Linked DNA regions of Hordeum vulgare: region 2 is linked to region 1. Evidence: chromatin contacts called from public Hi-C data. All regions are on one chromosome and are shown on one strand. The core of a region is the stretch at or near the end of the contact, and the rest is flanking DNA. Distances in the headings are between cores, read along the strand shown.

Region 1 (2,841 bases), core at 49-2,548:
CAAAAGCAATATTCGGTATATTGTTACTTTTATAATTCTTATATAATAAAGTTGTACCATAATAAATGTACATTAAATCCCCGCCTAATATTTTCACTATTTAATCTGGCACACTTAATGGTCTTAAGTTTCAAAGTGTTGTCCAAAATGTGTCCGTTTTTCCTCTAACTTTTTTTTAATAGCATAAACTGACGAAAGTACTTTATCATGTAAAATTAGCACATCCCTAACATGTTAAAACAAGAGATTTTTAAGATAATTGAAATGAGTATATACGTTATATGGGTATTGTAACCACTCTATTATATATTAGATATATTTTAGTAGACAAGTATTATAGGAATGCTATTACTTTGTGAAATAGTGCAATTCTCCTACCTAATTTTTATGGATGTCTCAATAGTCCCTCCCCATATCCCTCATGTGCTGATTGGAGAGCTCAGTGCCAAAATACCCTATTGGTTTGAGCAAAAAAAAAACTACCTGAGGCATCCACACAAAATATTTCCTGCCAAATTTATTGGCATGTTATTCTACAAAACATTTTCCAAAAGGATCTGACACCTGCAAATAAGAAAAGAAAATCTGAAATATGTAAACAAAGACTAATGGTTTCCCCCAGAAAATCATGCTGTTGTTTTGCATGAACGGAGACTGTAAGTGTGCCTCGTAAGGATACGTACTGGTCCAGCAAAAAACGGGTGCAAATTCTTTTCAATATTTCCAAGGAGGAGGCCAAATAATTGAATGTGTACCAATTTCAACTGAGACGGCTCAAAGATCGTAAGTGCTTACCATGAATATCAGGAATGGACTGTTTTTTTAAAGACCGTTCACAAAAATATCAGTAATATAAATCTATGTTTGAGAAGTCATTTAATCAACATATCCCCCTTACGCTTAAATCTATCTATCATATCATCCAAGTCTTCAGCTACCAAACTCTTATAGCGACTGAGAATGTACTTACTGGTGAAAAGTTGTTACCCTGGACACATCTTGTACGACACTTCTGACTCACCATGACACGGAATGCAAGCACTTGTATATTTCTTTAGGAAACTCATGTTTAGTTTCAGAAATCTTTGGTGTTTAGTTTCAGAAATCCTTATGGGGTGTACACCAAAGATTACCGGCACTCGAAGTATCAGCCGGAGTAGCCACATGTATTTTCTGTTCAGGTTTCTTTCCCTTCTGATCTGAGCAGGCTTGGATTTCATTTCTTAGACAGACCCAATAATTCTTCAAGAAACCTATAGACTCACTGATGGATGCCTCTCCTTGGGAGCTCCTATGCAGCGCTGCAGGCAGCTGTTAATGATCCGGCGCCTGCAGCGCTGCTAGAATGGCCCGACCCATTGAGTGCTATCCAGTTTACTTTTTGTTTTTTATTATGAAAATATAAGTATGAAATTAAAAAAGATTTACAGATCTAAAAAAATATTCATTCATTTGAAAAAAAGTTCATATCTTTAAAAAAGGTTCGTCAATTTCAGGAAAAGTTCATCAATTTGAAAGAAAAAAATCATTGAAAATGAAAAAAAAGTTCATCCAATTTAGAAAAAGTTCATTAAATTTTAAAACAGTTCAATAAATTTGTAAAACTTTCATAAAAATTCAACAAAAGTTCATGTATTTTTTAAAAACTTCATTGAACTGAAAAAAAGTTCATAAATATTTAAAAAGCTAATACATTTCCAAAACAATGTTCATCAAAATTCATAACAGTTCATCGATATTCAAAAAAGTTTATCAATCTTAAAAAATATTCCCTGAAATTTAAAAAATGTTCATCAATATTTAAATAAGTTCATACACATATCAAAAAAACGTCAAACGACGCCTAGATGGGCCGACCAATTTGCGAACGGCACAAGCGCTAGTTAACAAAAATGCTCGTTAATTCGCGCCCGTGGCACCAAATAGGAAATGCGCCTCTCCTTCACCAATCGTTCGGGATGGACGACAAGAGCGAGCTTTTGGCCGGCCTCGTGGCCTACTAGGTCCCGCCGAGCTCGGTCCTGGCCCGCGAAAAAAAATAGCCGGTCCGGTCCGTGAAGTATGGACCGAAAAACTTCGGTCTAGTCCGGTTAAAGCTCGGACTGCTCGCTCGGACTGAAGAAGAAGCCCACGCGAACGAGGCAACAGCTACAAATCACTCTTGTGCGGTCATCTGCCTCCTCCACGCGACGGCCGGGAGAGGTAGAAGAAGACTCACGTTACGTTCTGCCTTATTCCTTTTTATTCAGCGGAGAGAAAATAGAAAGAAGGAGAGAAATGGGGTTATCCCATAATCATGGCGTCGTCATTGGAGGTTTATTTGTTGGCAAACGTTTGTGGCCGAACGACCGACGAACGTTTCAGTCGGTTGCACTCGCGCCATCTGATCCACATAATTAAGAGGCCCCCGGAGACGCATATTTTTCAGTTGGATCCACGCATCGCAGAGCTCTCCGGTTTAAAAGCTTATTCTCTTTCTTCTCCGCTAACCTTTTCTCATTGTCTTTCGCTAACCACGTGCCATACAAACCACGGGTTGCTCTCGAGAACGCCATGGACGCCACCACCTGACGGAGCCCGCACATTTTTTCCTCCCTCATCTGCCATTTTATTTGCTCTCTTTCCAGACCTACGTCGGTTGTGAGATGCAACGGCGATGCGGCTAGATCGAAAGATGATGCAGGATGCTACAGGGCCGCCCCGGCTTGCTAGAACTACACGTCGATGAGTTGCGATGAGTCACCGTGGTTTGCTAGGATGGATCCGTCGACAAGCTACGGCAAACAATCTCAATGCTACAACGAGCGCCACCGGATGCTGGAATCGACTCTCTGTTTTGCT
Region 2 (2,717 bases), core at 188-2,687, 760 kb before region 1:
CCCAATGGTTTGCAACCATAGGGACGATCAGTGATTTCCCATGTCCCGTTAGCCATGATGGAGTCCATAACATACATCTCACTCCCAGCATCGGTGGCCCCGAATTTAGATTCGAGCGCCTCCCACAAGTCCTTGGCAACATGCATATGTAAATATGCATCAACCAGCTTATCTCCGATCACGCTAATGACTGCTCCAAGGAATAGGACGGTGGCCTCCTTAAACATCTTCTCCTGTTCAGGAGTGATAGTTTCCGTAGGAGTGACACCGGCTACCCAGAACACGTTCATAGCCGTGAGCCATAAGGTGGTTCTCGTTTGCCAACGCTTGAAAAAGGTACCGGTAAACTTATCCGGTTTCAGTGCAGCAGCAAAACCATTACTCGAAAAATTCCTACAGACATTAGGTTTTTGGATTGTTGAGTAAATAGGCAATTTTCCGAGTAGATTAATCCACAAAATAATAACTAGCATGGCATTGACTAGACTAATGACATACTGATCTTGAAGTACCTTTCAAGTAGCGCATAATTCTTTCAACAGCACGCCAATGAACTTCGCCCGGGTTTGCAACAAACCGGCTAAGTTTGCTCACAGCAAACGCGATGTCAGGCCTTGTTGCGCTAGCTAGGTACATAAGTGAACCGATAATTTGAGAGAATCTCAATTGATCTATAGCTGTGCCTTTAAACTTTCGAATAAGCACACTAGGATCATATGGTGTTTGACAAATCTTGCAGTCTGAATATCCAAAGCGAATCAAAATCTTGTCAACATAGTGGGATTGCAGAAGTGTAATCCCACCCTCATCATCTCTCAATAGCTTGATGTTCAAGATAACATCAGCCACCCCAAGGTCCTTCATCTCAAAGTTTTGAGACAGAAAGGACTTAACCTCCTCAATTACTTTGAGGTTGGTTCCAAATATCAGTATGTCATCAACATACAAGCACAATATAACTCCTTCGCCCCCACCATGGCGATAGTATACACATTTGTCAGCTTCATTAACAACGAAGCCAACAGATGTCAGAGTTGTATTAAACTTCTCATGCCATTGCTTAGGTGCTTGTCTCAGACCATATAAAGATTTCAGCAACTTACACACCTTTCCTTCCTGACCTTCTATCACAAAGCCATCTGGCTGTTGCATATAAATTTCCTCATTTAGCTCTCCATTCAGGAAAGCCGTCTTAACGTCCATTTGATGAACGAGAAGACCATGAGAGGCCGCCAATGAGAGTAGTACTCTAATGGTGGTCAGTCTAGCCACAGGTGAATAAGTATCGAAGAAATCTTCCTCTTCTTTCTGGGCATAGCCCTTGGCCACAAGCCTAGCCTTGTACTTTTCAATTGTACCGTCGGGCCTAAGCTTCTTTTTGAACACCCACTTGCATCCCAATGGTTTGCAACCATAGGGACGATCAGTGATTTCCCATGTCCCAACAGCTGGCGGTGCTCCGGGCGCGGAAGGGAGTCGTGGTGCATGGCCTCCGCCTGCTCAAGACCCTGGGACGCAGCGGGCGCAGCGACCGGCTGCGCTTCGGTGAGCGCGAGTTCTCCATCGACGAGACGCCTGCGTTCCGGTTCCGCGCCCCCTCCGCGCGCGTGCTCCGCTTCATCCCCTGCGTCGCCCCCGCCGTCCCGGACACCCCCGACGACTACAGTGGCGACCGCTACTTTTTCTGCGACCCCCGCGAGAGGGACGCGGGCAGCGTCGGGGACTGCCACGGCGCCGGGCCGAGCGAGTACGGCGTCGAGAACCTCGACGATTGCGTGGAGGAGGAGCTGCTCCAGCGGGCAGTGATGGGAGCGAGCTACGCCAACTTCGGCGCCGCGGAACAAGAGGACTGCGAGGACGCCGGGGTGGATGGGAAGGCGGAGGAGTTCATCGCCAACTTCTACTCGCAGATGAGGCTGCAGCGGCAGATCTCCTGGCTCCAGTACAACGAGATGATGCATAAGAGCATCTGCTAGACAAGGCGTGTTTTATCTTTTTTTCCACTTCAAACCTCCTCTATTCATTTACAAGCATAGGAATTACGGCCATTGGGGCCGGATCTAGCCAAGTATTAGGAGGAAGCAAGTTAATTATCCTTGCGCACTAAATAGCCAAAAAATATCTTTGAGGGACCTAACAAAGAAAATAGTACCTCCGTCCGGAAATACTTGTCCTAGAGATAAATGTATCTAGACTTATTTTAATTGTAAATACATTTATTATATGCATTTTAAGACAAGTATTTTCGGACAGAGGGAGTATCATTTTAAGGGTAATTTTTTGGAGTAATGCTACATATATTATCGTTCTGCTTGGTATCCCGTTAAAGACAAAGACAACTCAAATTAGTCCATTACCTTTTGATAAGAAAGGACATGACATTTGTTTTGGCTCCCATGAACATATGCTTCCGGATGAACGGTATTGTGAGATAAAATGTTTAAAAGAAGTTCTAATTTCGTTGTAAATGATTGTATTAGTATCGCGAACATGCATGACAAATTTCACGCGATAAGGAGCAACGGTATTTCTTCAATAAGAAAATAAATTTGGAGTGACATTTTGGATAACTTTCAACGTTTAATTTTTTTTCACAAGCTAAAATGTTTAATTTTTTGCCCTAAATTAATAGATAGCATTTGAATGTGTCTAACTACACAAATAAATTTTATCTTTATTTTTTTTTTGGCTCCGGAAGCATATGCTCTAAGGAGCCG

The links. A called contact is a pair of places that touch in the nucleus more often than the background predicts.
Region 2: a Hi-C map of leaf shows a contact between it and region 1, with 5 times the contacts expected there. The contact joins the promoter of LOC123450590 here to the enhancer-like site in region 1. A contact is called at or near these places in 2 of 6 Hi-C or Micro-C datasets (leaf and seedling).

Annotation. Positions count from the first base shown.
Region 1 is chr4H:434,875,773-434,878,613 of MorexV3_pseudomolecules_assembly, reverse strand. No RefSeq gene overlaps it. Among protein-coding and RNA genes, the nearest start is that of LOC123446568, 3.4 kb to the right of the region's middle. Within about 2 kb of position 1,298, at least 2 of the 3 cell types and tissues checked have open chromatin away from gene starts, as enhancers often do. A contact at or near this core is called in leaf, where this site is marked.
Region 2 is chr4H:435,640,903-435,643,619 of MorexV3_pseudomolecules_assembly, reverse strand. It overlaps LOC123450590, which reads left to right and starts at 1,437. Exons shown (of 1, transcript XM_045127760.1): 1 at 1,437-2,228. The coding sequence starts at 1,437. The coding sequence ends at 1,976.